Linked DNA regions of Mus musculus: regions 2, 3, 4, 5, 6 and 7 are each linked to region 1. A link is a contact called in public Hi-C, HiChIP or PLAC-seq and promoter capture Hi-C data. All regions are on one chromosome and are shown on one strand. The core of a region is the stretch at or near the end of the contact, and the rest is flanking DNA. Distances in the headings are between cores, read along the strand shown.

Region 1 (3,920 bases), core at 435-2,934:
AGGTTCTGGGACTGTGGAGAATTGGGTCTGTGGAGACTGGATGAAGGCTTGACTATTTGTCCACACTCCTCTGCTCAAACTGTCCATGCCCTGACTCAGGACTTGAGGATGTGTTTCACCTGGGGAATCCTGAAGCCATATGCTGAGATGGGCATTTGTCTGTAGGCATCATGCTCTCAGGAACAACGCCTGTGTGTGTGGATGGACATGGAGGGGTTTGCCAGGGGCGGGGGCTGTCACAGACTCCCCTGCACTATGGGAACTCCAAGGTCGATGGAGCAATGAGTCCTGGAAAGCTACTTTTCTGTCACTGTGTGCTGACAGCACTGTGGTATTCTTGCATTGAAGATGACTTGGGCTGGAGAGATGGCTCAGCAGCTAAGAGAGCTTTCTGCCTTTACAGAGGACCAGAGCTTGGCTCCCAGCACACACACTGGACAGCTCACAACTGCCTATAACTACAGTTCCAGGAGGATCTGATGCCCCCTCTGGCATGTGTGGGCACCTGCAACCACACACAGAGATAAAAATAAACACAGAAGAATTCTTTCTGTAAGAAAAGACGACTGACCCCTGGGTGTGTCTTCACAGTGAGTCTCCTGTAGGACTTCTTGCAGCTGGTAATAGATTTCTAGGTCTCAACAAAGGTCTAGGTGACCCTGCAGCATCCACAGCAGGAAGGAGTAGGGACCTACAGGCACCAGATGCCCGGTTCCTGTGGCCGGTTCCCTGATTTTCCAGAAAGGATGCAACCCCCGCACCTCCAGCCAGCCCAGTTTGGGCGTCCAGACCCTGCTTATTCCTAGCATGAGTCAAGAATGCTAGGCATGAAGACTGTCCCATCTCTGGCTTGGCATGTGTGGGTTACAGGAGCCCAGAACATCTGCACCACGACAGCTTTCTTCTCCCTCAGCCTTCAGCCTCAGCCGAGAGCAAAAGAAGCACTTCCTGTCCAGTATACAGAGTGATGAACCGTGCCTGACGTTATACGTGAGCACTGAGGCTGAAGAGAGAAGAGTGAGCGCATGCGCGGATGTAATGGCTTGAGGGGTGGCAGGTGTAGTCTAACCCTTGTACCTGCTGGGAAAGAAGTAGGGGAAGGGGTAATTGCTGAGCTGCGGTTCCTGTGAAATGGTGTATCAGTGTATGAACGTGAGTGTGCACACTTATAAATGTGTTAGGGTAGAGAGTGTGAGCCCATGGAAGTGCATTTTGAATAGGTGTGCGCACGTGTCTGTGTAAACAGGTGCGAGAGGCCTGAATGCATGAATGTTTGTTAGAAAGATCAGGCGCGTGTGCACAGGACAAGTGAGAGCTTCGGGACCCTCAGTGATGTGCCAGTGCGTGCCTTCGGAAGGGGCGTTCAATCTGCCTTTTAGGTCCCTTCCCACGCCACCCTCTTGCTTTGGAGGTCCCCTTCCTCTCTTCCCAAGCACAGGGGCAGCACAAGATGAAGGAGTATGGAAAGGCGAGTCCAAGACAGATGTTATGATTAAGGTGGTCGCTGGCGAGCCCGACTCCCAGCTACAGGTGTCTCTGCGGGACCCCTGGCAGAGCACAGCCGGAGGTCTTCCCGGAGGAGGCGCCCGGGGCTGGCAGCGGGCGGCGCGCATTCCTCAGCCCTGAGTCAGGCGGCCGCCCCTCTGCCGGGCCCGCCCCCGGCGCGCACGCCCCTCGGCCCGTGGCATTCCCAGGCGGACGGGTCGGGCCGGCGCGCGGGCGGCGCAGGCAGGGACTAGGCGCGGGCGCCCTCCCGGCCCGCAGCGGCGGCAGCAGCCGGTGCAGACCCTTCTGAGGACCCTACGGCGGTGAGTGGCGGCCGGGGTCTTTGCGCGGGGTTCCGGGCGGGCGAGTGCGGAGCTTGCGTTCTGGCGCGTGTCCGCCGATCGCTGGCAGTCGGTGCGCGGAGTTTCCCGAGCGCCGGCGCAGGCGGCGCGGCCCGGATTCCAGCCCGGCGCCCCACAGAAATAGCCCGTGGTCGGATCGGCGCGGCCTGGCGGGCGGGGCAGCGGAGTAGCAGCCCCGCCGGGTCCCCGGGGACAGGAGTCCGGGGGCCGCAGCCGCCCTGAGCGGCCCCTCCGCTGCCAGCCCCCACACCCCATGCCCTCCGTGCTCCCAGGGCCCCGAAGGTGGCGTCTGAAACTCTGCACAGAGAGCGCGACTTCGGGCCACAGGGTCCGCTTCCTCCCACTCACGGGAGTAACAGTGGCAGCTGCGGGCCGGGGAGCTCGGCTGGGCCTGCTCGGCCCGTTTCAGCCCGGTTCGCATCGGCAAACTCGGGAAGTGCCTCCAAAGACATCTCCTGCCCTGTACAGTGGCCCCGGGGGCGAGCCCGAGGCCACAGTCGGGATCTTGAAGTAGGCCTGGGCGCGGTGGGGTGACCGCGGACCCCAAGGGCTCAGGGATAGGCGAGAGGGCCTGTCTGTCCTGCTGGGAGCACGCTAGTAGAGCTGGGTGGAGAACGGTCAAGGGACTCCCCCTAGGCTTTCTTTCCGCTCAGATAGTCCGGACCAGAGTTCCTGCTCCGTGTGCCTCTTGGAGTAGTGTGTCTGTCTGCGTGGGCGGGGCCTGGATCCGGAGGCCCCCCGCTCTGTCCTGGGAAAGCCCCCCCTCCCCACTTCCTGTTGAAGCCGGGAGAAGATTCTAGGATGAAACTGGCTTTTCAGGTTTAGACCAGCTAAGAAGTCGGGGCAGTCCCAGGCTAGGTGCTCCCCACCTCCATGGGGCGAGCCTCAGCCCCTTGCCCCCGCCCTTAAGCCTAGAGGATGCTGGGGAACTCAGCAGCTGGCCAGTTCTCAAGAGGTTGCAGAGGCTGAGCCCTATGCTTACCAGGGTCATTCTGGGCAATCCGGGTAAGAGGGCAAGGGTGTCGGGTAGGTCCAGTACAGTACAGGGTAGGGTAGTACAGGTTCTGGCACCAGTCCACAGAACTCCAGGCAGCCTCCATGGCTGGCTAGCTCCTCTGCAGGAGCCTTACTGGGAAGTCCACTTGGGTGAGCCAGTATAGCTCCCCTCGGGGTCTAGAGGTGCTGGTTTGGGTCTCCCATTAAGGGACAGTCAGGGCCCTCCCTCCTATCGCCCTAGCTCTAGTCCTCAGCGGAGCCCCTTCCCTTGCCCAGCCCCAAGTGCTCTGCAGCCGTTGGAGCTAAGGATCCCTCCCAGTTCCCTGGCAGACCTGGCCGAGGTGCTGAACTCCCTTGAGGCCCTGTGACCTCAGGCAGTAAAAAGCCTCTCTGAGTCAATCTGTAAAATGGGAGGACAGGAGTGATTACTTCTGCCACCGGTTATAACATCAACAGGGTTCGTTGGGCTCAGGTCTGAGGCAGGTGTCCCCGGCTTTTGGTGACTGAAGCTGTTGTTGCAGACTCAGTTTACCCTTCTGGAGCCTCTCCAGTTTTGTCCTGCTTCCTTTGGGTTCTGGGAGGGGTTTCTGAGTCAGTACAGGGGAACTCTGTACCCCTCCTCCATTCAGAGACTCAGCTGGACTACAGATTGGGCATCAGAAGTGTCCATCTTAGTGGACACTAATCCAGAATTTGACCTACAGTTAGCTCCTGACTCCAAGCCCTTTCTGAGTGGCTGGCTTAGACAGGTCCCCTTTCCCCTCTGAACCCCACCTGGATCCAGGAATTTGACTGGTATCAGAGACCCCCTGAGCTATGTGTGCTTTTGAGCTATGGATGGTGCCTTTCCCCAGGGATGGCTTCTTTGCTCTCATGTGCTCTGCCATCCCTGGTCCCTTGGGTCCCAGGGCTCCTCTAGGGACTAGGAGCTCCCTACAGACTTAAGTGAATCTCTTGTTCTGTGTGCCTCTCTGAGATGGTGGCTGGTGAGGAGTGATGGGGAGGGGCCAAAATCTAGTGTGTACTGGGGATGAGAGAGCCCCCCCACCCCCCGCTAAAGCTTGCCCTGTCCCATGC
Region 2 (3,920 bases), core at 650-3,149, 490 kb after region 1:
GGAAACCCTGGAGCTCAGTGTCTCTCCATGAACAAAACAGAGTGATTCTTACTACCTATAAAACCCACCAAGGCATACTGAGAGGGAGGTGCAGGCCAAAATCATGGGCAATACAGCAACAGGAGCAAATCTGTGTCCACCTACACACACACACACACACACACACACACACACACACACACACACACACACATCTGCATGCACACACACAGCTTAGTATAGAGAGGTCAGAGGGAATGCCAGTGGCCTTCATCAGGAGACCAGAACCTGTTCATGAGCCAGTCAGCTGGTCAGTCATTGTTAGTCAGCACTCCATGTGATAAAATGCCTGGACTGGTTATTTTTGTCAGCTTGACACAAACTGGAGTCCCCTGGGAAAAGGGAACCTCAATTGAGGAAGTGCCTCCATCAGATTGGCTTGAAAGCATCTCTGTGAGGCATTTTCATGGCTATTATCTGATATAGGAGGACTCAGCCCACTGTGGGCAGTGCCATCCCTAGGAAGATGGGCATGGACAGTATAAGAAAAGTAGAGGAGCAAGGCAGAGAGAGAAAGCCAATGAGCAGCCTTCCTCTATGCTTGAGTTCTTGCCTTGGGTTCCCTCAATAATGGACTATGATGTCTAAGTATAAACAAAATAAATCCTTTCTTCCCCCAACATGCTTTTGGGGGAGACAAAGTAACAGAAAGCAAACAAGTATAATTCCTGAGATAATTTAGAGGGAAAGATTGCTTTGGGCTCAGGATTTCAGTCTGTGGCAGAGAGAGAAGGAGGTGAAAGAGAAAGAAGAAAATGGTTGCATCTCAGGGGTAGGCACACAAGTCACTGGGACCCTGCACCATCTCCACAAGCCTAAAGGATGATTGGCTGTCTGTTCAGAGGGTCAAGGAAAGGAAGCTGTTGAAAGTGTGAGCAGGGGACAAGGGTTTCACCTGCCTGCCCTGCCCATGTCTCAGCAGGGTGGCTTTAGCGGGGCCTCTTGGAAGAAGACTGACAGACATGGGGAGAACAGTGTATCCTGGGCCCAGCCTGAGCAAACACCCTGGAAATTACCTCTTCTGGACACCTGGTGGACATGTAGAGAGAGAGAGAGGTTAAACAGGGGTCAGTCCGGCCAGCCTGGTAGACCTTAACTGCCAAGTAAGGAAGAGAAGTATCGGTGATCAATTGTTTCCGTCTTCCTCACAGAGTGCGCGTATCACCCTGTGCAGAGGAGCCCCACCCAGTGGTACACTCTATCCAAACCCTCAGAGTTTAGGGCTCAGTTGGTGGCCCTGCAAGGAAGCATGAAGCAACTGTCAAGTGAGACCCAAACCAGACCTCAGAAAGTAAGCTGGCCTATGACACACAGCCTCTTGGATCAGACTTCTCCGCTTTGTGACCTTTCTGCTGGGGACAGAGGCTTCTTCAAGGCTAGGCAGCTGGGAGTTCTTAGAAACATAAATTGGCCTGAGCCTCATCTGTAGATTGGGGTAGCAATCATCCATTGCCCATCTTGGGCCTCCAAGAGACAGAGAATGAGGGCCACCTGGGTCGGTGCTCCCCAAAGGTGCCCTCTAGGACCAACCACCTGGCTTGGGAACTGATTGGAAATGCCAACTCTCAGATCCTACTATGGACCCACTCGCTCAGGTGCTCTGGGGAAGGGCCTAGCAACCTGATTTAAAGGAGACCTCCAAGGGCCAACATTGATTGGATTTGCTTGGTGCTGCGGTGTTGGGGAGATGGCTGAGGATGATAATACCCTCCCTAACTGCTTTCCAGCTGTAGTGCTGGGTCCACAGGGGTCCCAGACCTGGGATCTTCCTGTCTTGGGAGTGGCCCTAAGCACCCTGGTTGCACTCTGGAGCCTCAGTTCCCACAGCTTTTAAACAAGGAGCAGCAGGTGATTGGAAGGCTTACACAGAAAGGCCTCACCCTTGAGGCTGGTGCCCTGGTATTGCCTAGTAACAGAACTTAGACTGTGGCAAGGATGCTGATTTTCTTAAGCAAGTGACAAAGGTTTTCCTGTCTCAGAAGTATCAAGACTCTAGCATGAATCTCCATGCCACTGTTATCATCCCTGATATAAGGTTCCAATGACAGACAGGTCAGCTGCCAGAGGGCCTCTGCCCATCAGCTGCAGCTTGCAGAGGCTGAGGATCTCAATGACCCGGATCACAAAGCAGGGGGGTTGTGATGCACATATGGCTGGGCCTGGCAGCCTCGTCCTCCCTGCTTGTGTGCGATATTAACATAATGTCCCTTGCAAAAGCGATTACAGAGTCACAGGGAGCAGAATGTCATTTGGTAGCTACTTCCTGCTTCCACCAGCAATGGTGACTAAACAAGCTAATTAAATCAGCACAAATTTGCACACAAGCTAGGCAGCTGGGCCCAGAGCAAGGTGGCTGCAGCATAATCCTGTACAGTGTGGGGGTGGGGTGGAGACCTGACTAACCACCCCAGGGCCAGGGCACTGCCTGGCAAGTCTGAATAGGGAAGGCTGCTTGCAGTCTTGGGAAGCCAGGGCCTGTGCCCCTGCAGCAGAGCTATCAGGAAACAGCAAAGTGGGCCTGCATGCTCACCTTGATTGTCTTACTGTGGAGTTGGAAAAGGGGTCACCACGTGTATCCCCTGTGGTTTCTGGAGAAGGTAGTGTGGCGGCCCCCTTTATACAAGTATCAGTTCTGTCACATGCTGTAGCTCCTTGACACTTGAGATCTCTTAGTCAACATCCCCGTTGATACGACGGGGTTGGTGTGACAGGGTTGGTGTGTGCGTTTATGCTTGATACTATGGGGAAATTTTACTGAGATGGTAACATAAAGTTAACATCATCATGTGACACGCGACACAGCTGGTGTTCTGTAAACTGGGCTGTCGTTATTTCTATTCTTGTTCATGGAATGCCACGATGGGCCTTCTCTGGATCAGGACCAGGTTCTGAGGATGCAAAGCTCAGGATGTCCCTCTCCTTACCTTCAAGGGGCACATAATAAGATGGGGTGACAGATTGAGTCACCTGCCCCAGGGTGGGGTCTGTGGAAGATGAAGAAGAGAGTGAGGATGTGCAGCCCTGGGGACTCAGGATCCAGTCCCAAAGGGGTTGCTGCTGCAGGATTGCATCCCCACAACAGCCTGGTCCAGAAGCTGGAGACCCCTGAGGGACAACAGGACACCTGCTGCCCAATATAAGCTGGCAGATCTTGGCTCCAAGGCATAGAAGCAGTAGAGGTTGTGGAGGAGGTTCTACAGGGCAAAGAGAAGAGAGGTGGGGGTGGGGGACACAGGGCAGTCTCCAGGACAGAGTGGCAGCTGCCCCTCCAGGGAGACTTCCTAAGCTCTCCTACAACTGTGTGGGAGGGGTCAGACTGGACAGGCAGCTCACACCACCCTGAACAGCTTCCTACAATTGTCATGTGCAATGCTGTCACAATTACAGCACCCTGAAGTGTTGATGACATCATGCTTGTCATTTAAATTCCTCATTGAAAAACAAAACCAAAACCAAAAAACGTACCATGTCCATCATGGTAAGCTAGTGCCTTTGACCATGGGCAGGAATGTGTAGATGAAATGAAAACTAAACCATGTCACATGCTGCCAGCAGAGTGCTGTCACTTCCTGAAGGCTCATAGGAGTGGGGATGGGGTAAGGACCTGGGGAGCTAGAAGACGGGGGAGAGGAGGTTGAAGGAGAAGTTCACCTTCACCCTGTCCCTGGGGACTAACAGCTGGGGAGCTGGGGAGGGACCCTCCCTGGTCACTTCCGTAGCCACTGATAATGGGGCGTGCAATGCCTCCTTCATGCTCCTGTATGTGTGCTGGGGCTTCTGTTCCTGTACCCCACAGGGAACCAATCACCCACCCCCCTATCTCCTTGCTTTGGGACTTCCTGACCACAATAACCTTGACGGCCATACTCTTTCCAGTTCTG
Region 3 (3,920 bases), core at 579-3,078, 470 kb before region 1:
AGAAAGCATCGTTTGCTCCTGGTGAGCATGAAAGCCCCCTAGGAGTGTCTGTGCTAATGCTTCACCCTGCACTGCACAGGACAAGCACACACAGCAGATCTTACTTAACAAAAAGACAACTCAATTACAAACAGATAAAATATATACACGGGCATTATAAACACATACATAAATATTTTTTTAAGGAACCAATCAAAATACTGCCTCCTGGAGATAAAACTACTGCCATTGACTTGGTGCAATAACCACGAAGTACCTTTGTACACACATGAAAATTGTTTAAGACATGCTCTTTAGAAATTGCTTATTCCATGTGTCTCTATGTACATTCATTTTTGTTTTAGTGGCTGCAGTTTATTTCATCCCATAAATTGTAAGATCAACAGGAAGTAAAGACATTGTTTTTAGGTCTACTAAGTTTAACAGGAGAATAAACTTTTGCACCTACAATTGCCTCTGATTTGGGTTCCCAGAAATGCAGAAGATGCTTGCGAACCTGAGTTTCATAATGGATGACCAAACTGACTTTGACTGTCTCTAAAGTTATCAAATATTTTTCTAAGAACAGACTTCACATTCAAGTCCCTTTATCCGACAGTCACTTCCTGCCCTGTGAACAGAGATGGGCACTTCCTCTGACACAGCTCTTTAACTCTCAGGAACAGCCGTGAAGCCCTAAAATTCCTCAAAAAGGGAAATGACACCAAATGAAAACACTTGAATCTAAAGAATGAAGGAAGGAAGAGATGCAAAGAATAAGAAAGAAAATGATAAAAAGAAAAAAAAAATCAGACTATATACACATTAATTTTAACTGACAGACAGACAAGGTTGCTAAAAGAAATTTAAGACACAAACATCTAGATACCCTGTGTCCAGGGATCACAAGACTTAAGCAGTCAGTATTACCACAGAGTCAAAAACATAAGACAGTGTCTATCAGAATCTCAAGTGCTTTTGGAAGAAAGAAAAATCCATCTTAAAATTTTCATGAATCCCTCGAAAGACCACAAATGGGATTTAAAAACAAAACAAAACTGGGAAAAAAAAAAAACACACACACACACACACACACACACAGGAAAAAAGCTGGGTTCAAAGAGTTTTGAACTGAAAGCCAGTTAACAGTCGAAGCCCTGAGCAGGCACACTCAGACAGTTAACAGTCGAAGCCCTGAGCAGACACACTCAGACAGTTAACAGTCGAAGCCCTGAGCAGACACACTCAGACAGTTAACAGTCGAAGCCCACTCACTCACTATTAACAACTGTCAGGTAACACTTAGGTAGGAGCCCCTCCGACCTGATTCCCCAGACCCCAGAAGATGCTTGGGAAGCTGTGCTTCAACTGATGTCTGTAAGGAATAATGAAGGAAAGCTGATCCCAGCACCTTGGAGACAGAAGCAGGCGGGTCTCTGTGAACAAGTCCTACCTGGTCTACAGAGTGGGTTCCAGGCCAGCCAGGGGTAATCAAACCCTGTCCCAATTTAAAAAAAAAAAAAAAAAAAAAAAGTAAAAAAATAAAAACCTACCTAACACCATACTGTATGTTTCAGGATAAAATAGTCCCCCCTACTGTCAAGAACAAAGCCAGAATATTCATTCATGTACCAAAACAAATTTTACTAGTCATAGCCAGTTACAGTAAAGCAAAAAAAAAAAAAAAAAAAAAAAGTCAAAAATATTGATGGTAGCATACTTGTGTAAAAAGGAAAAGAAAGCACACATAAGAAAGTACAAGTAATACATGTATAGCAAAGCTGCAGGACACAAGGCATGAGGTCAAAGGGCAGACTGGGTCACTTGGGCAGTCAGGCGCTCAGCAAACCTGAAGGCATAGACACAGCAGAAAGGTAAACAAAGCCTGGCACTGCCTTGTGCCTCTCCAAGCAGTAGCCAGAACAGACATTGGAATCACCAAGTCTGCTGTCAGAGGCAGGACAACTAACACAGGAAAAGAGTGCACGGGAAAAGCCAACCTTTGGAAGGCAATTCTTAAGGACAAAACAAATATGAAAGGCACTGTTAAGGAGAAATTCCTCAACTTAATAAAGAGCATCTTCAAAACCCCTATGGCTAACACCACACTTACTGGGAAAAGTCAACTTTTCTGCTAAACTCAGAACTATCAATCCTTTCAACAGGATGGGAGGAAAGTCAAACTTCTGTTCACAGATGCCATGACTCAAAAAAAAGCCCGAAAAGGGGGGAGGGGTTGCTGGTGAGATGGCTTGTAATTAAAAGTACTGTCTGCTCTTCCAGAGAACTGAGTTCATTCAGTTCCCAGCACACACATAGTGGCTCACAAATATCTGTAATCATCATTAATTTTAACTAACAGATGATGTTGCTAAAAGAAATTAAAGACACAAACATCTAGATAACCTGTGTCCAGAGAACACAAGACTTAAGCAGTCAGTATTACCAAAGAGTCAGGCAATGTCTGTTAGAATCTCAAGTGCTTTTGGAATAAAGAAAAATCCATCCTAAAACGTCTATGAATCCCTCATAAGACCACAAATGGGATTAAACAAACAACAAAGTGAAAAACAGGAACAAAGTTGGGTTCCTGAGACAATCAGACCCTGGGGCTTCTGCGGCCCTGGTCTGGCTTCCAAGGGCACCAGGCACACACACAGACATACACACAGGCAAACATCCATTCACTATAAAAATACATTTTTTTAAAAAGCTGAAAAAGTTAAAACCATCCTGTAACGATGCTTACAGCAGGATATGGACCACATTCTTAAGGCCAGCGCATCTTAATCTTGGCAAGGAACAACGCCTTTTCAACAAATGGTGCTAGAACAACCAGACAGACAAATGACTCTAGATACGAGCCTCTCAAATTTCCCAAAATTAATTCAAATAAATAAGGAAACTTGTTAATAAGGTGTTACCCCAAAAGTCAGAAATCAGAGAGAGAGAAAGAGAGACAGAGAGACAGAGACAGACAGACAGCACAGGGAAAGGTGCTTCCCCACAAGCCTGAGGGCCTGAGATCAATGCCTGGGACCATGTGATGGAAGAAGAGAGCTGAGGAGCTCCCACAGCTATCACAGACACAGAACCAATCAATCACCTAACATCCAAGAATTTTACAGAGGCCGGGGCTGTGGTGACACACACCTTTCATCCCAGCACTCAGAAGGAAGAAGCAGGCAGATCTCTGCAAACTCTAAGGCAAGCTGTCTACACAGCAAGTTCTAGCTAATGCAGTAGGAGACTACACAAAGTCTCTGTCCCTTTCTCCCTCCTTCCCCCCCCCCTTTTTTTTTTTTGGTTTTTTTGTTTTTCCCAAGACAGTCTTTCTCTGTATAGCCCTGACCATCCTAAAACACACTTTGGAGACCAGACTAGCCTTGAACTCACAAAGATTGTCTGCCTCTGCCTCCAGAGTGCTGGGATTAAAGGTGTGTACCACAACTACCCAGCTGAGAGACCTTGTCTCAAAAAAAAAAAAAAAAAACAAACAAAAAATAAAATAAAATAAACCAAAAAATATTGTAAATAAATAGAAATAAACCTTTCTAACTTTAAGAAGATCTCCCTGCCCCAAGAAAAAACCTCCAAGTGAAAGCAATACACCACGGCTAGAGACTAAGAAACACAGAGAGCCCTGGAATGAAACTATCTGGGGATACAGCTCAGCTGCAGAACGATCGCCTAGCGTGCATGCAGTAAGGGACTGGATTCAGTCCCAGCCACTAGGGTGGAGAAAAAGAATCCTGAGAATATTCTCCTCACACATGCTCTGGGCAAGGCAGCTCAGGGGACAAAATAAAGCATAACTGAGTGGGGTGGGCGGGCCTGGGACGGAGGCATCAAACTTTATACTGGGTCTTGCTGTTGGAAAACATGCATAGGTCAGACACCTCCAAAAATAACACACACAAAAGCCTTTTTATGGGGTAAGA
Region 4 (3,920 bases), core at 360-2,859, 410 kb after region 1:
GTAGCCCAAGGTGCCCTCGAACTCACTGTTCTCCTGGCCCAGCCCTCCAAGCGCTTGTGTTAGAAGTGCGCACACATACCACGTACCTCTGTACCACTGCTCTTTGTCCCTACACCATTGGCTGATCTCAACATCACATGTTTAAAGCTCAGGTGGCTGGGTCCAAAACACCTTCCCCTTACAAGACTGAATGACATCTTATTGATGACAGTACTCATTCCATGTTTTATTTTCTTGCTGTTGATAGACACTGGCTTACTTCTAGCTTTGAGCTCTTGTAAGCAGTGATACTGTGAACACCTGTGTGTATGTGTCTGTCTTGGTCAGGGTTTCTATTCCCGTACAAACATCATGACCAAGAAACAAGTTGGGGAGGAAAGGGTTTATTCGGCTTACACTTCCATACTGCTGTTCATCACCAAGGCAGTCAGGACTGGAACTCAAGCAGGTCAGGGGGCAGGAGCTAATGCAGAGTCCATGGAGGGATGTTCTTTACTGGCTTGCTTCCCCTGGCTTGCTCAGCCTGCTCTCTTATAGAACCCAAGACTACCAGCCCAGAGATGGTTCCACCCACAAGGGGCCTTTCCCCCTTGATCACTAATTGAGAAAATGCCTTACAGTTGGATCTCATGGAGGCATTTCCTCAACTGAAGCTCCTTTCTCTGTGATAACTCCATCTGTGTCAAGTTGACACAAAACTAGCCAGTACAGTGTCCATCAGGGATCCCTCTTTTAAAGCATTTTTTGTTAGACACCTTGTGTTTTGCCGCATTTATCACATGACCTTATTTTGCTTTTTATTGTTTTCAATTCACTTTCCACCTCTATCCTGTAATCTAAAATGTTTTTAAGTTTTATTTATTTATTTATTTATTTTCTTGCTATTTGTTTTTAGACAGGGTTTCTCTGTGTAGCTCCTACTGTCCTAGAACTCAATCTGTAAACCAGGCCAGCCTGGAACTCAGAGATCCACCTACCTCTGCCTCCCGAGTACTGGGATTAAAGTCACGGGCTACCACACCTGGGTAGATTTTTTTTCTTATTTATGCATATAAGTGTGAACCTGTGTGAATGTATGTGCATCACATGCATGTAGTACCCTCTGAGGCCAGACAGGGGCCTAGGATCTCCAGGAACTGGAGTTACAGGTAGTGCTGAGCCACCTTGTAGGTGCAGGAAATGGAACTCAGGTCCTCTGCAAGAGCAGCAAGGTTCTTACCCATTGAGCCACTGTCTCTCCAGTCCTGCTCTGTGGTCTGGTTGAGTACAGGAACCATGCCTATTTGGTACATAATCATTCTCACAACACTCCAACTGTACACAGTTCCTGTAGTTGCTCAGTAAATATTTTTCAAATGGATGAATGAATGCAGGCCTAGCTGTCACCACCTGTAAACCCAGGATATGTTTTAAACCCTAGAACAGTGATAGACATTATTTGCTGTCATCGCTTTAAATACTTTTTCTTACCAGATTTACTGCAACTCTTAGACTAACAGGTGCTCCATGGTCTGTGGGGATAAAAAGGTAACCATGCAGTCTCGAAGCAACAGGAACCAGAGACTGAGGTCAGAGGTGGGGAGGTCAGAAAAAGACTTCCCTAAAGCCTGTGTGCAGCTTGCCAGATCACGTGATGGTCTGAGTGCCTGAGATAAGGGACCCGGCTCAGCTCCGGAGAAAACAAACCTGCGTTCTTTGCAGGGCCTGACCGCAGGGACTGCTGGGAAGAGAGGCTTCTTAAGGAGATGAGGCAGCTCCCAGACCTGATGAAATGCCTTCGTGCACCTAGGTCCGCACTGCTGATTAGTGCAGTAGGGCCAGCAGCAGAGTTCAGACACTGAGTTCCACTCTGTGCTGCTATCTGTGGTGGGGACAAGGAAGTGCTATTGACCCCTTTGCTGGCCGTTCCTCTTTGCCTCCTACCTTCCCAACTAGTTTCCTAGATATTCTGCTGTGCACGTGTGCCTGTGCATGTGTGCGCGCGTGCATCTGAGTCTGCGTGTGTACGTGTGTGCATGTGTGTGGCGTGTGTCTTCTAGTTTGTTTTTTCTTGTTGTAATTGACCTCTCTATTCAAAATCAGCGTGGGAGAAAGGGCTTACTTGCATTAAGTATCTAGGCCACAACACATCACAAACAAAGGCAAGGCGGGAATTTAAGGCAGGAACTTGAAGCAGAATGATTCTCACTGGCTGATTCCTCTGATTTACAGTCAGCTTTCTTGCACAGCCAAGACCCACCTGCCTTGATGGTACTGCCCATGGTGGGTGGGGTCTCCTATATCAATTAACAAGCAAGACAGTATCTCTCATATATGGTTTCAGGCAACACTTCAGTTGAATAAGTGGAAAGTGTCACACTCGATGGCAGAGGACACTACATTGTTGGTCAGCAGGAATCAGGACTGACTCTGAGTGGCAGCTGCCTGCTACCCCTCAACCCCAGAAAGAATCCTTGGGTTCATCACTAGCCTAGGATATAAGGAATATTCGAAGTCAAAGACAATTTTTATGGACTTTTCATGTTGGCTCCATTTTAACATTTAAAAAAAAAATCATAGGCTTTGATAAGTTGGTCTCGGCCAGGTAAATAAATTACAAACTTCCCATTAATGGATTGGGAGATGAAGCAGATTAATGCGTTTAAGCATCCCACATGGTGCCTGGAAGATAGTAAATGCCAGCAAATGTGGCCACCACTTGTATCCTCTATACGGTATCACACAAAGTCCTCATGGAGAGTCTGGCTGCAAATCTCCTCGCTGGCTAAATAATCTATGCTCTGCTTATTCAGCTAAGGGATGTTCAAGGAGGAGATGGTAGATGAAGGAATGGCAAAGGTTACTGCTCAGTGAGCCCTTGGGACATCATTTCTACTCTCAGTATTGTATGCCTGTCTTCTTGCTGGCTCTTCACTGTGGTCTTGTGATGCTGATTTTGTGATGCCCAGCTTAGAGGTGAGAAGCCCAAATCTCTGAGAACAGCAAGCCACACACCAGGCACAGAGCAGAACTCTTTTGACTTGGAGCCCAGGACATTCGACTCCACTCTAACACCATAGAAGGCCTGAGATAGCTGAGGAGGGAAGAAGCTGCACAGTCACAGGGGACCAAACACCCTGGAAAAGAAAGAGGAGGATGTGAGATTTGAAAGCACATACTCTCAGGGAAAAGGGGGAGGTTGAGGACCAAAGCTGAAAAGACAATCATGGAGCCATTCACACGGGGCCTGAGAAACTGAGTGGAGAAGCTTGGGTTTTAAATAGGAAAGCAAGGTGGTCAGATCTGAGCCCATGTGAGCCCTTTTTGTGCATCCAAGAAGCATAAGCCTAGAGTTACCAAGGAAAATTCCAGAAGGATTAGCTATGGCCTGGTCTGGGAAGCCTTCTGAGAGGACACCCAAAGAAGCTTTACTGGGAGTAGTCTGTCCCCTCACACTGTCCACAGCCTTATCTGGGGGGCATGTGACACACACACAGGGTTCCTGAGGGTGGAGCTTCAGGGTCTCCTTGGGAGAGAGGTGGGGGTAGTGTAATCACTAGGAGCACCCGTGGGCATCAGAAAGAGCTGCGTGGGCTTCCTCCATTCTGTGTGTATTCTAGCCTTCTAGAAGGTTCTCAGTACAGGCTGCTTCTCCTGGGTCCAGGAAAGAGAAAAAGCCATGTTTTTTTCATGCCATGCGACAGAGAGAGGTTTCCTAGGACTGCGAATGTGTTTAGCTCAGCCTAGCTGTGAAGGTGACTCTGACCAGCAGGGACCCCCAGGGACCTGGCGTTCAACAGTGCAGCTGAGGGAAGCAGTGGAGTGCAGATGCTTTCAGGGGTAGATGCCAGACAGCTTTATTGTCTTGAAGAAGGCCCTCCCCACCTCTCCCTCAGGGAGGGGCATGCCTGGGCCACATCAGCAGGAATGTCACTCAGGGT
Region 5 (3,920 bases), core at 858-3,357, 390 kb before region 1:
TAGTGAGGAATGAGGCTGGGGGATCGCCCCATCTTTGCTATATGCTCTGAGGTAAGTCCTTAGCCTTCTAAATTTTTCCTGAGATCTATGTGGCAGACAGGAGTGAGGTCCCTATTGACTCCCTGCAGGGACTGAGTCCTCCGACAGGAACTCTAAGGCAAGGACAAGGCCTTTATCCACTAAAAAAGCCATACAGGAAGGAGAGCCCCTCAGAGGGGTTTTATTCTGGGCCTCAAGCTGGAAGCTTCTGGGAGTTTATTAGTCCATCTAATCACGAATACTCAGAGCACTGTGTCCTGTGACCAACTATGTGTACCACTCGGTGGATCTCTCGGTCAGTGGTCACATAATGATGTCATAGGCAAGGAGTGGGAATGCCTGACCAGAACCCACATGGACCAGTCTCTACCTGGCAGCCTCCAGTGCTGACCATTCTTTTAGAGTCTCCCTGCCTATCCGCAAACTGCCCCATGGACCCAATGGCCTGAGCAACCACCTGAAGTTCACAGAGGCTGGAGCTGGCACCATCTGTCAAGCACAACTCCTCGTCTCATCTGTCAAGCACAACTTCCTGCAACTGGGCCCTCAGGTGGTCAGCCACTCGCGTGCAGGTGGATGCTAGCACGGTGTGGTTCTGATGGGTAAACATCCTGCTTGTTCATATCCCTAATGCATGGGGCCAAACTAAGGTACACTCACAAATCCACATACCAACAGGAAACATCACCTCAACCCTACAGCTACTTCAGAGAGATAAAAAAGAGGCTAGGAGGGTCGTCCGACTTGTCCAGTCTAACAGCCAGAGAGTAGCACGGCAGGCAGGCATCAGCTCACCCGGGCCTGACCGACTGAGATGTAACTCTGCTGGTGGCCTCTGAGCACTGACTTGGGGAAACTGAGACACAGGGCTGCGTACCTGCAGCTGCTGTAGCTCGCTCATGTTGCTTTCACACTGCGCCACCATGTCTCGCATCTGGTTCTCGTGTTTCTGCTGCTGCTGCAGCCTCTCCGCCTTCTGCCTCTTCTCCTCCTGCTGGGAGAACTGCAGAAAGAGGATGCTGCTGCTGGGCGGGCAGAAGCTTGCCTGGACGGCTGGTGGGGGTGGGGGTGGGGTGGGGGCGGGACTTTGCCTAGTTCAGCCTGAGCCAGCAAGGCCCATCCTAGGGACTGGGCCGCGATGCTCTGAGTCCAGCCCACCTCAGGTTCTGCTCTCACTACTGAAACTTGCCCTGAGTGGAGACCCAGCCACTGGCAAGTGTCACCCTGCTGGGTCACCTGATAGGGTGAGATGACAAGTGCCAGGATAGAAATCACAGGGACACCGAGCAGTGTTGGTGTACGCCTTTAATCCCAGCACTTGGGAGGCAGAGGCAGAGAGGCAGAGAGGCAGAGAGAGAGGCAGAGAGGCAGAGAGGCAGAGAGGCAGAGAGGCAGAGGCAGAGAGGCAGAGGCAGAGAGGCAGAGAGGCAGAGAGGCAGAGAGGCAGAGAGGCAGAGAGAGAGGCAGAGAGAGAGGCAGAGAGGCAGAGAGGCAGAGGCAGAGGTAGAGGCAGAGGCAGAGGCAGAGAGGCAGAGGCAGAGGCAGAGGCAGAGGCAGAGAGGCAGAGGCAGAGGCAAGCAGGCAGATTTCTGAGTTCAAGGCCAGCCTGGTCTACAGAGTGAGTTCCAGGACAGCCAGGGCTACACAGAGAAACCCTGTCTCGAAAAAAACAAAACTAACTAAATAAATAAATAAATTTTAAAAATAAAATAAAATAAAAAATTCTGAGGGGCCTGAATCACACAGGAGGTCAGGGTGGATGAGAACACAGAACGTCATGCATGTAAACATGGGGTCATGAAGGAAACCAGTGCATGACCAACTCTATTGAACAAGGATCTGCCCACCAAGGGAGCTTTCTCCCGGGCTACTGAAACGTCCAGGCCATGACTGACTTACACACTGGGCTCTATCTAACATCTGACATGCGGGTCCCCTGCTGTATGCAGCCAGTCCATGCGGCCAGTCCTTACCCAGCTCCCCCATGCTCACTGCCCACAGCCTACCGGACGCACGCACGCACGCACGCACGCACGCACGCACGCACGCACGCACGCACGCAGTCCCCACCTGCTTGATCTTCTCGCGCTGCTCAGAGGCACTGCCCGCACCGTTGATGTGCAGGCTCTTCTTGTACATGGCCATGCGCGTCTTGCCGTCGCTCCTCTGGATCTTGGGTAGCCGCGCCTTCTCCTGTTGCTGTCTGACCTTCAGCTGCTCCATCATGCGCTGGTTGTAGCGCTGCATCTGTTCCCGCTCCTGGGGGGGGGGGACACCAAGCAGAGGTGAGGGAGCTCTAGGTATGGAGGGTGCTCAGGAGCCAAAGGCCACCATGCTCAGCCCGGGAGCCCCAGGTGCCAGCATGGAAGAGCTGTTAGCTCCCTTCTATAGTTCAAAGACATTGTTCTTTCATTCTTTTCTTTTTACACGTATTTATTTTATTGGGGGGGAGGGGTCAAGCATGAGCGTGGCACTCAGAAGACACATCCCGGGGATCAGTTATCTTCTTCTGCTATGAGGGCTCAGGGAATTGAACTCATGTCATCAGGCTTGGTGGCAAGCTTCCTTAGCCACCAAGTCATTTCCACAGGGATGTTTTTTGTTCTTTCAGCATTACAAGTGTCTGACTTGTGATGGTTTGACCCTCAGCATTCTGACTTTGCAGGCATAAGAGCAATGTGATTTGGGTGGACCCAGACTTTTGAGTGTGCATCTTTTCCAGGGTGGACAAAATCTAGTACAATCTTCTGGATTCCGGACAGTGGGAGCAAGCCACAGCTCTTGCTGGCCACACGTTCCTGAGAGGAAATACCCTACGGTAGGCTACTTCAGACCTGTGTGACTAAGCAAGGAAGCCCAAGGGGCATGCGGCTAAAGAACACTTACAATACGTTACTTTCAAGTCTGGATGGTTGAAGGGGGTAGAACCCCAACAAGTCAAGAAACATCTTCTTTTTTCCCCCTTGGGGGTGGGTAGAGCGGGTTCAAGTAGCCCAGAACTGGCTTTGAACTGAGAGGGCCAAGCACTGAGCTGTTGGGTGAGCAAGGGAGCTGCCTGCCCATCTTCATCCTCCCGTGGTTTCCTTGACTCTCACATGGGGCACCTGGGGATGGTCTTGGGCCCTCACTGTGGCTGCAGCAGCCCTTCCTGGGTGCTGCCATCAAGCGGCCCCTCATCCTGCCCCGCCCCGTCTCACCTTCTCATGCTTACGCAGCAGGTCATGCCGCTGCAGGAAGTACTGGTCCTTCAGTTGCTGCTTCACCAGCTGATGTCGCTCCTGCAACTGGTGCTCCTCCATCTCCCACAGGGCCGCCTCACGGTCTGTGGAGGACACGCCACCCACACGGTGAGGAGTGCACAAGGCCGGAGACAGAACAAGTTGTCACCCAGTCCCCTCCCCCAGGTCTCCACCCTGGGACTGAGAACCAGCTGGGCTCGGAGGAATGGGTGCCTGAGCTACCTCAGTAGATGACATTGGAAGAGCTAAGCTCAGCCATTGAAGCTGAGACTATTTACATGAGACTCCTTTTCGGATGGGCAAATGAGAAGGGTTCTGACGGAGAACTTGTGTGGAGAAGACCGGGGTCAGAAAGCCCATGAGGAGGCAGGTCCTCCGCAGACACTGAGTCTAGTGGAGCCTTGACCTTGGGCCTCTCTGTTGTTTCTAAGCCATTTGGGCTGGGAAACACACTTACAACAGCATCATGAGACGAAAAAGCACAGCACTCTCCCCGTGCGGTTTCCTCATAGGACCGTATGATCACAGGATCACACATTAGGATCATGGGAGGGGCAGTCTTACAAGGAGAAGGTGAGGCTGGCAGGAGGTCAGGTGTGAACACTAGCATACAGTGGGGCAGGTGGTGGCCACACAAGATGC
Region 6 (3,920 bases), core at 413-2,912, 310 kb before region 1:
GGTGACCTCTGCTTGACTCTCCCACTGGGGAACTTTGCCCTAGTGGGGGTTCCTCAGCCCTCCCACAGGAAGTACAACTCAGAGAGGAGGTCTCCAAGGGTCTGACTGGCCTCCAAACTGCTACTGCTCCAAGCTGCTGGAGCACTATAATCTGAGTGCTGAGTGGGGCCCGAGTCTTAAGCTTCTTTCTGTTTGCTTTGGTTTTCTGTTTGTGTCACCCTGAGTCAGGGTTTTTTTCTGTGTGGCCCTGGCTGTCCTGGACTCACTCTGTAGATTAGGCTAGCCTCAGACTCAGATCTGCCTGCCTCTGCAGGAATTGAAGGTGTGCACCACCACGCCCAGCTGAGAGTCTTAGTTCCTTACAAGCTTCCCAAGGATGCTATAGCATCTTTCCTAGGGAGCACACTTCTGGGGCGAGAAGCAGACCAACGCTAGCATATCAATTTCAAGTCAAAGGGAGCATGGCCCGACTTGGGGAACTGGAAAAGCCCTTTCTGGGGTCCAGCATCCTGAAAGGGTCAGTGAGGCCTCTAACTACCAAAGCCCCAAGGACAATGACATATGGCTTTGGAGGGCAGCTAAGACAGCTGAACTATGGGAGTCTCCCAATAAAAGTAGGGGATGCTATGCTGTAGTGGCCAAACCTACAGTCCAAGCTACTCCAGAGACTGAGGCAAGTAGATCTGGGAGACCAGCCTGAGCAGCCTGGTTGGGGAAGCCGGGGGAGGGGGAGGGTGTTGAGGAGGAGGAAATGAGAAAGGGTGGAGTCAAGATGAGTTAGGTACTTTGAACAACAACCCAGGCACTCAGAATTGGCTCAGAGGACCAAACCCCAGGAGCTGTCCGTCTGCACACGTGTCTATATGGAATCATCTATGCCCCACCCACTCCTCCTCAGCCTGTCTTCCTCCAGGGGAGAGGTAACTGCAGACAGGGAGCCTCTGGTGACTCAGGCGACTAGAAGCCAAATCTGTGCCCTGCAGCTGCATTCACAGGACCCTGTCCTCGCTTTCCGTTGAGCCTTCTAATCCCAAGCCTGTCCTCACTTACTCCAGGGCCCTTCTGACCTCCCCAGTACCGATCGTAGGCTCATCTTCAGAAGTGTCCTCAACTCCCAACCCTTGCAGGCACAGCCCAGAGCCTGAATATTCCCACAACATCGGTATAGTCCCTCTTTAAAAGATGTGTCCCTATCACCGTGATCCTGGGGATGCCTCCGGTAGCCCCCTGGGATGCCTCGATCCTACAAACGTCCCTTTGTGCCCTGTACAGGGCACACAGGAAGTGCTCAGAAGCAGCTGTGCGGGGGGTGGGAGTGGGGGTCAGGGGCTCGCAGGACCTGGTAGGCTCAGCAATCGGAACTCTCACCTTGTAGACTTTGCCGAAGGCGCCGTCTCCCAGCTCGCCCACGATCTCCCATACATCGTTGGGGTCCAGGTCCCGGCGGACGTGCTCATATTCACGGGACTTTCTCTTCTCGAAGGTGGATAACCGCAAGATGCGGCGGAAATTGGCGAAAGCCATGCTGGATGAGGAGCGCGACGACAGGACCCGCGGCTTCGGAGAGCCGCCCTCCTCGCAGCGCAGCACCCGCCGAGTGCGCCAGCGGCCACAGGGAGCTGCAGGAACCGCGGCCCGCCCGCCCCGCCCCGCCCCCTCCTAGACCCGCCTGCAGGACGCCCGGCACCCGCGCGCGCGCCTGTCCCCGCCGGCTCCACCTGCTCTGCGGCGCCCCGAGACCCCTCAATTGGCTGCGGGAGCTCGCGGCTCCGCCCGCGCCGCGGGGCACTCTGGAGACTGTAGTCCGCCGGGTGGCCGGCCCCTGGGCCCGCTGCGCCTCCCGGAACCCCAAACCTCCGGGGTTCAGCTGGTGTCTTTCAACCGCCGTCGGTGCCGAGTGGGTGCATCAGCGCACAGAACTCTCCCGCTGAGGCTTGGTTCGCCAGCTTCCCGCGCGAGATGCCCGCACCCCTCGCCCCGGGACTCACCCCAGTCCTCGGTGCTCTTTGCCTCAAAGTTCACGCGGTCCCAGGTGGCTTTCGCCACACTTCCTAGGCAGGTCTCGTGCTGCCTCTGAGCCCCGCAGAAAGCAGAGCCCCGCGCTTACGCCCATCCGGACTTTCCCCGCCTCCGCCAGCCACAAACGGCCGGGACGCTGGACATGAAACGAGAGTCCCTTTAGGACCTTTAGGCTTCATGGTAGGTTAGCAAATATATTCCTTATTAAGTAAAACTTTCTAGTTATTTTGCGAATTAAAAAGCCCCATTAGAGATAAAAGCGGAGTCATCTCTGGGATGGTGCTCCTATATCCTGGTCCTCATCCCTCTCTACCTTGGCTGCGGGCGTCCCGCATCTTGCACAGCGTCTTTGCTTGGTATCAGAACGTGGGTTCTAGTGATTGTGCTGGGGGCTGGGCAGCTGCAGAATCTATGCTGGAGACCCTCCCATCCTGAACAAGAGTGTCTCACACTCGGGCACTCTTAACTCGAGAAAGCGTTTTAATTGTTGGTCCCCTTCGTCCGGACTCTTCGAAAATATCCCTAGAGTCTCGCGCCAAATGCTGTTCCCCCATTCGAAAAGCCGGCTGGAGAGTGAATACTAGGCGCGGAGAGGGTTGTGTGTGCTAAGGACGTCCGGAATAAAAGTTGCTCCAGTTCCAATTGTTCCCACCACAAAATGAGTGCGGGGAAAATTTATAATTAAAAGAAGAAAATGTCATGCAAAACTGTTCTTGTTGAGTCAGCCTGTGGACCAGCCAAAGTGTACATCTGTCACTCGGTTGAGCGGGACCTGCTGAAGTCTGTGCAGCTATACCGGGTGGACAGAGGGTCAGAATGCGCTAACCATTTCCAGGAGTTCCAAAAGAAAACAAAGTAAGGATAAAAATGGAAAGGTCCGTTAAAAATGTCCTGCTACATGAAAGAAGCCAGACCCAAAGATCGCACGAGGTATGACTGCATTTTTATGACCGGTCCAGAAAAGGCAACGCTGTGGAGTTGCTCCCAGACACGGGGACTGACTGGAAAGAGCCATGAGGAATCTCACTCTGGTGGTGAAAATGCTGGGTCTCAGTGGCAGGGGGTGGGGGTGGGGGCGTAAAGGGACAGTTCCACAACTCCGGAAACTTGCCCCAAATCACGAGTGACTTTTGTTTTGTAAGGTGTTTGGGTGGGGGGCGTGTAACTTATGTAGCTGGAGTTAAAAGGAGGCTCAACAGAACCAAAGCTGCTTTGAAACTTCTGTTAAATCGGGGTTTCTTTCCTCAACTGTCTCTGGCTACAGAGCCTCACACTAATCTAGTGAATGAAGGGCTGTGCCTTCCCCCCACCCTACTTTCTGGAACAACTTAAAATAGAAATTAGTAAGATCAAGCTGGGCATGGTGGCGCATGCCTTTAATCCCAGCATTTGGGAGGCAGAGGCAGGCGGATTTCTGAGTTTGAGGCCAGCCTGGTCTACAAAGTGAGTTCCAGGACAGCCAGAACTACACAGAGAAACCCTGCCTCAAAACAAAACAAAACAAAACAAAAAACCAAAAAACCACCACCAACAACAACAACAACAAAAAAAAACACCACCACCACCAAAAAAGAGTAAGATCGATAAATAGTGCCTTTGATGTGTTTATCTCAATGAAAGAGTCTAAGTTTGCAGTTTTATTACAGCCTTTCAGTGTCTTTGAGATGCTGACCACTTTTTTGTGTTATTGGATTTGGCAGGAGTGGAAGGGGAGCGATATTTTGTTTGAGACAGGGTTACTCTATGTAGTCCTGGCTGTCCTGTTACTTGAGGCTGGCCTCACAGAACTCCTCCTGCCCCTGCCTCCCTAATGCTGGGAATTAAAGGTCAAATTGGGGCCCTACAGCATCTTCCTACCATTCTGTTCTTTCCTTGGCCATTAAAAAACAATAAATTTCCTG
Region 7 (3,920 bases), core at 568-3,067, 270 kb after region 1:
ATGGTCTTGAAGGCCGACCATGGGTAACTGAAATCGTCCCTGTTTTACAGATAAGGGAGAAACAGCGGAGGAGTGCTTAAATAGCTCAGCCAGAGCCACAGAAAGTTCTAGAACTAGAGGATTCAAATGCAAATAGTGAGGTTCTAGCACCCACAGTCTTTTGTCTTGTCTCTGAACAGGGTGGGGAGGAAGCGTACATAGGATAGGTGCTCGAAAGTCGCACACGGACTTGTAATTGTCTGTGTCTACCCTTCAAACCATCTGCTCTTCCAAGGGAAGCACCCGAGGAAAGCACGAAGAAATAATACGAAGTCCACACTGAAAGCAAAGCCTTTTTGTAGCTGCTCAACTAACATCATCCACTAGGTGGCAGTCACGGTCTCCAGATAAAAATCGTCTTTCTCCTTTTTTTTTTTAACCCCCTCTCTTAGAGGCAGTGACTCGATTTTTATCATTATTTAAAAAATAAATAAGCGTTCTGAATTAGAAAGAAAAGCAAAGTCTCACAACCAAGCTTTCTGAAGCGGTGCGAGGAGAGAGCGGTACTTCGCGCCCACATTCAGTGTGGGACAGATATCAGGCTCCCTCCCTGTGCTGGAGGGCTGGGTCTTCCGGGTGCAGGCACAGAAAGGGAGCTGCAGCAATGCACAGCACAGAAGCCATGGTCAGGGAGGGGAGATGTGATGTTGGTCCACAGAGGATGTGATCTGCTTCTCCCCCACCATTCTCACCAAACAGTGGCAAGAGCTAAGAGGAAACCCAAGATTCCTATTCATGAATATGCATGTCCCCCCCCACCCCCCTTTACCTGATGGTAGCACACAGGTAAGAGATGATGGGGAGAGAGGTTTTCTTTTTCTTTTTCAGTGTTGTAGCTACCAGTAAGATACACACGCTCCCATAAGCAAACTCCCGCTCATAACCCTGAAGAAACCTACTGAGCCCCCACCCTGCCACACACACACACACACACACACACACACACCACGAAAGTTAAAGAAGGGCGGGGCTAACTGGGAGGAGGAAGATGATTCATGGGAGTGGGAGGTGGATGACACACGGCGGTAAGCGTGACTGTGATACATGCATGTATGAAATCCATTATTATGTGTAATTAATATATTCTAATAAAATAAAAATGTTAGAGATACAGAGTCCTTGCCGTACGTTCCATTAGCCAGCAATGGGTATGGGAACAGACACTGCCCCCCAGGAGACTTCATGATGACTGTTAGAAAAAGCTTTCTTATCTGTCCCCTTCCCCCTCCACTGGGTCTGCCACCAATTTCAAATGTCACTCACCATCCTGTTCCTGACCCTCAGGTGCGGATGGGAAATGGGGGTGGGGCTGCCATTATCTCTGCCGCCAATCACCACAACCTCCGAAAAGCCAGCCCCACGACTTCCCTTGGCAAGAGATCCTACTCCATGGGAGGGTAGGCGGGGAAGGTCTTGTTTACCTGTTGGTCTGAAGAAACCCTGACAAACTAACAATGCTTCCTTTAGGCGAATGATGTCAACTCTCACATTGAACTGTGAAGTAACTGTGCTTTTCTTGAGAAACAATTTCCTCTTAAAGACTGGTTTCTTTCTGTGTGACAGACACAGGGTGCAGCTCCTGGCTTGAAGGTGATCAATGGCTCAAGTGTATTCCTGGGTCAGTGAATGGTCAGCTATGGCTCAGTCTTAAGGGCAACTGGACTCCGATTTTAACCCCTGTGAAAAGAAAGGCCTTTCCCTTCCTGTGAAAGGGTGTCCCCTCATTCAAGTTCCCAGCAGGAGGTTCCACTTTGATTCCCTTAGATGCAGTAGCTGGAAACTGCCCCACTAGCACTAAACCACACACACTCTGGTTCCTGTTTTTTTTAGGGTCAGTTTTGCAGTTGGACAATCCACATCACATACTTGACCTCATTCCCCCCGACCCCCCTCTGCATTAGTATCATGCTTATTTAGAATTAGAATCTTTTCAGAGCGTTTAAGTACCACACACTGCCACTGCTAGGTAAAGCAGAATCTTGTGCTTGGTCAAACAAGCAAAGAACAATTTCGATGTGACCTCAGAGCTCAGAGAAGGTAAGAAGTACAGAACCATTCATGCCAGACTAGCTGTCCCTCTAATAACAGCCAAGCCAGACAAATGTTACAAGGGATACCACCCATTGCAAGCAACACCATCTTTGGTGGGTACTGTCAGTTGGGGCATAATTAGGGCAGGTTCTGATTGCTTCTGGGATATTTTGCCTTTGCTGATGGGTCCCAAGGAAAAGGGATTAGAAATGCATTGTAAGCTGTGTTACCTTTCAAAAGAGAATTCAGGATTTTGCCAACAACCAACTGGCTCAAATATGTCGTCCCCAATACCCATACTTCCTCCAAATGTCTTACAGACTGCTCCCAGCATCCTGCTTGGCTCAAGCCACCACTACCCACTAATGTCCACTAGTATCACTTACCCAAACCACTGCCCTTCCCTCCCACATGGTCTAAATAACCCACCCTGGAAACCTAGTGTCTCATGACTGCCAGCCATGCCCCACACTTGTGGCCTATTTTTTTAGTGGTTCTCCATACATATATCCTCAAAGTATTTTGAGAATGTAAGGCCCCAAACTACAAAACTACTGGAAAGAAACAGATACTTCATGAACAGCTTGGATCAGGTAAGGATGTTTTGAAAAAGACCTCAGAGGTAAAAGCAGACAGAGGCCGAGCATGGTGGTGTGCATCTTTAATCTCAGCACTGGGTGGCAGAGACAGGAGAGTCTCTCTATGAGTTCAAGACCAGCCTGGCCTACATAGTGAGTTCCAGGGGAGTAAGGAGTAAACAGAGAGACTCCAGAAACTCCCAAAGCAACCAACCAAACAACAGCAACACAGACAAATAGAAAAAAAAAAATTAAACTGGAAGCTTTTGCAAAGGAACACGGAATAAAGCAAAGCCACCTGCAGAATGGGAGAGCATTTGCAATAACATAAAACTGATAAAATTGTTATCTAGAGAATATAATGAGCTAAAAACAACCCACGAGCAAGAAAACAATACAATTTAAAATGGGCACAAAAGATCTGAATAGACAACCTTCAAAGGAAGACAGGCAAATGTCACCAGGGAAGCAAAAACCAAGCCATACATCACACCAGATAGAATGGCTGTTCTCCATGGGCATTCAGATGGCAACCCTATGTCCTAGCCAGAGGAGGAATGCTCTTGTGACCAGGGAGCTAGCAAACCTCACCAGTCCTGGAAAGTCGAAAGAAGCAGGACTCACAAAGCCCCTCCCCAGTTTACAGAAGCAGCAAACAACTGCTGGGGAGGGAGGAGAAGGCATCATCTGCAGAGGACCCTACCCATCAAAACTGTCCAGAGGAAATGCTTGGACCCGTCCAGCTGCCTGCAGCCATCCAGAGAGCTCCAGGGTTGCAGCTTTTGAGGCCATGCTGGGATGTACTTTCAGTGATGGTTACTTTTTGGCTGCTCCTGCTCCTGTAGGTAACCCTCCACCCATCACAGTAGCCATGCTTTCCCATAGAGTCCCACAGGCAGGTGTGCCTGTTTAAACACACACACACATACACACACACACACACACACACACACACACACACACACACACACACACACACCTGCCAACCCCTGAATTTCTTCCCTTCTTCATGAATACCCTGTGCATGTGCTGAGCCATCACACTGTCTAGACAACAAACATTCAAGGCCTCCCTTCCTCTTAAAAGCCAGCTGAGTATAGATGCTAAGGTTAAACCTCAATCAATGAGCAGCCAAGCTCCCTTTTGCTTTAGGAGTTAAAAATGGACGCTGTTTCAACTTGGTAGCTTGCTCTATGTTGGGATGGCCACACACCCTTCTGAATGGGAGTAATATTGTCTAGTCAGGATTTAATTTGAGTAGTTGAGTGGTTT

Evidence for each region. Promoter capture Hi-C pulls out the DNA fragments that hold promoters and counts their contacts. A called contact is a pair of places that touch in the nucleus more often than the background predicts. HiChIP or PLAC-seq counts read pairs in DNA pulled down with a chosen protein or histone mark. Capture Hi-C pulls out chosen DNA fragments and counts their contacts.
Region 2: an H3K4me3 HiChIP or PLAC-seq map of bone marrow-derived macrophages shows a contact between it and region 1, with 4 times the contacts expected there. The contact joins the enhancer-like site here to the promoter of Rhbdf1 in region 1. A contact is called at or near these places in 1 of 39 promoter capture datasets (the HPC-7 cell line), 1 of 484 Hi-C or Micro-C datasets (embryonic stem cells) and 2 of 115 datasets of contacts at active chromatin or transcription factors (bone marrow-derived macrophages and embryonic midbrain).
Region 3: a promoter capture Hi-C map of liver shows a contact between it and region 1, with 2.0 times the contacts expected there. The contact joins the enhancer-like site here to the promoter of Rhbdf1 in region 1. A contact is called at or near these places in 2 of 39 promoter capture datasets (hippocampal neurons and liver), 1 of 484 Hi-C or Micro-C datasets (embryonic stem cells), 4 of 115 datasets of contacts at active chromatin or transcription factors (embryonic forebrain, forebrain, large pre-B cells and 1 more) and 1 of 9 other capture datasets (pancreatic islet).
Region 4: a Hi-C map of bone marrow-derived macrophages shows a contact between it and region 1, with 2.8 times the contacts expected there. The contact joins the enhancer-like site here to the promoter of Rhbdf1 in region 1. A contact is called at or near these places in 7 of 39 promoter capture datasets (the HPC-7 cell line, HPC-7-derived erythroid cells, embryonic stem cells and 4 more) and 1 of 484 Hi-C or Micro-C datasets (bone marrow-derived macrophages).
Region 5: a contact with region 1 is called in a promoter capture Hi-C map of embryonic stem cells, with 2.4 times the contacts expected there. The contact joins the enhancer-like site here to the promoter of Rhbdf1 in region 1. A contact is called at or near these places in 1 of 39 promoter capture datasets (embryonic stem cells), 3 of 115 datasets of contacts at active chromatin or transcription factors (embryonic stem cells, large pre-B cells and pancreatic cancer cells) and 2 of 9 other capture datasets (adipose tissue and embryonic stem cells).
Region 6: a contact with region 1 is called in a promoter capture Hi-C map of adipose tissue. The contact joins the promoter of Stk10 here to the promoter of Rhbdf1 in region 1. A contact is called at or near these places in 4 of 39 promoter capture datasets (embryonic stem cells, hippocampal neurons and neural stem cells), 3 of 484 Hi-C or Micro-C datasets (all in embryonic stem cells), 3 of 115 datasets of contacts at active chromatin or transcription factors (effector CD8 T cells, embryonic stem cells and forebrain) and 2 of 9 other capture datasets (adipose tissue and liver).
Region 7: a contact with region 1 is called in a promoter capture Hi-C map of hippocampal neurons, with 2.4 times the contacts expected there. The contact joins the enhancer-like site here to the promoter of Rhbdf1 in region 1. A contact is called at or near these places in 5 of 39 promoter capture datasets (the HPC-7 cell line, HPC-7-derived erythroid cells, cranial neural crest and 2 more), 6 of 484 Hi-C or Micro-C datasets (the G1E-ER4 cell line, the N1E-115 cell line, the P5424 cell line and 2 more) and 3 of 115 datasets of contacts at active chromatin or transcription factors (T-cell acute lymphoblastic leukemia, astrocytes and embryonic basal ganglia).

The regions. Positions count from the first base shown.
Region 1 is chr11:32,220,057-32,223,976 of GRCm38.p6, reverse strand. Rhbdf1 (rhomboid 5 homolog 1) reads left to right here and starts at 1,684. Exons shown (of 18, transcript NM_010117.2): 1 at 1,684-1,808.
Region 2 is chr11:31,732,695-31,736,614 of GRCm38.p6, reverse strand. No RefSeq gene overlaps it. Among named protein-coding and RNA genes, the nearest start is that of Gm35131, 7.6 kb to the right of the region's middle. Within about 2 kb of position 1,899, at least 72 of the 459 cell types and tissues checked have an H3K27ac peak or open chromatin away from gene starts, as enhancers often do. A contact at or near this core is called in the HPC-7 cell line and bone marrow-derived macrophages, where this site is marked.
Region 3 is chr11:32,694,584-32,698,503 of GRCm38.p6, reverse strand. All of the region lies in intron 2 of Fbxw11 (F-box and WD-40 domain protein 11), which reads right to left. Among named protein-coding and RNA genes, the nearest start is that of Fbxw11, 54 kb to the right of the region's middle. Within about 2 kb of position 1,828, at least 21 of the 459 cell types and tissues checked have an H3K27ac peak or open chromatin away from gene starts, as enhancers often do. A contact at or near this core is called in liver, where this site is marked.
Region 4 is chr11:31,810,135-31,814,054 of GRCm38.p6, reverse strand. The region is part of intron 1 of D630024D03Rik (RIKEN cDNA D630024D03 gene); the gene reads left to right. Among named protein-coding and RNA genes, the nearest start is that of D630024D03Rik, 12 kb to the left of the region's middle. Within about 2 kb of position 1,609, at least 55 of the 459 cell types and tissues checked have an H3K27ac peak or open chromatin away from gene starts, as enhancers often do. A contact at or near this core is called in the HPC-7 cell line, bone marrow-derived macrophages and hematopoietic stem and progenitor cells, where this site is marked.
Region 5 is chr11:32,612,903-32,616,822 of GRCm38.p6, reverse strand. It overlaps Stk10 (serine/threonine kinase 10), which reads right to left. Exons shown (of 19, transcript NM_009288.2): 15 at 3,237-3,361; 16 at 2,110-2,298; 17 at 917-1,042. Among named protein-coding and RNA genes, the nearest start is that of Fbxw11, 28 kb to the left of the region's middle. Within about 2 kb of position 2,107, at least 22 of the 459 cell types and tissues checked have an H3K27ac peak or open chromatin away from gene starts, as enhancers often do. A contact at or near this core is called in embryonic stem cells, where this site is marked.
Region 6 is chr11:32,531,008-32,534,927 of GRCm38.p6, reverse strand. Stk10 (serine/threonine kinase 10) reads right to left here and starts at 1,662. Exons shown (of 19, transcript NM_009288.2): 1 at 1,369-1,662. The coding sequence starts at 1,524. It also overlaps a transcript of Efcab9 not described here.
Region 7 is chr11:31,946,053-31,949,972 of GRCm38.p6, reverse strand. No RefSeq gene overlaps it. Among named protein-coding and RNA genes, the nearest start is that of 4930524B15Rik, 18 kb to the left of the region's middle. Within about 2 kb of position 1,817, at least 144 of the 459 cell types and tissues checked have an H3K27ac peak or open chromatin away from gene starts, as enhancers often do. A contact at or near this core is called in the G1E-ER4 cell line, the HPC-7 cell line, the N1E-115 cell line and 5 more, where this site is marked.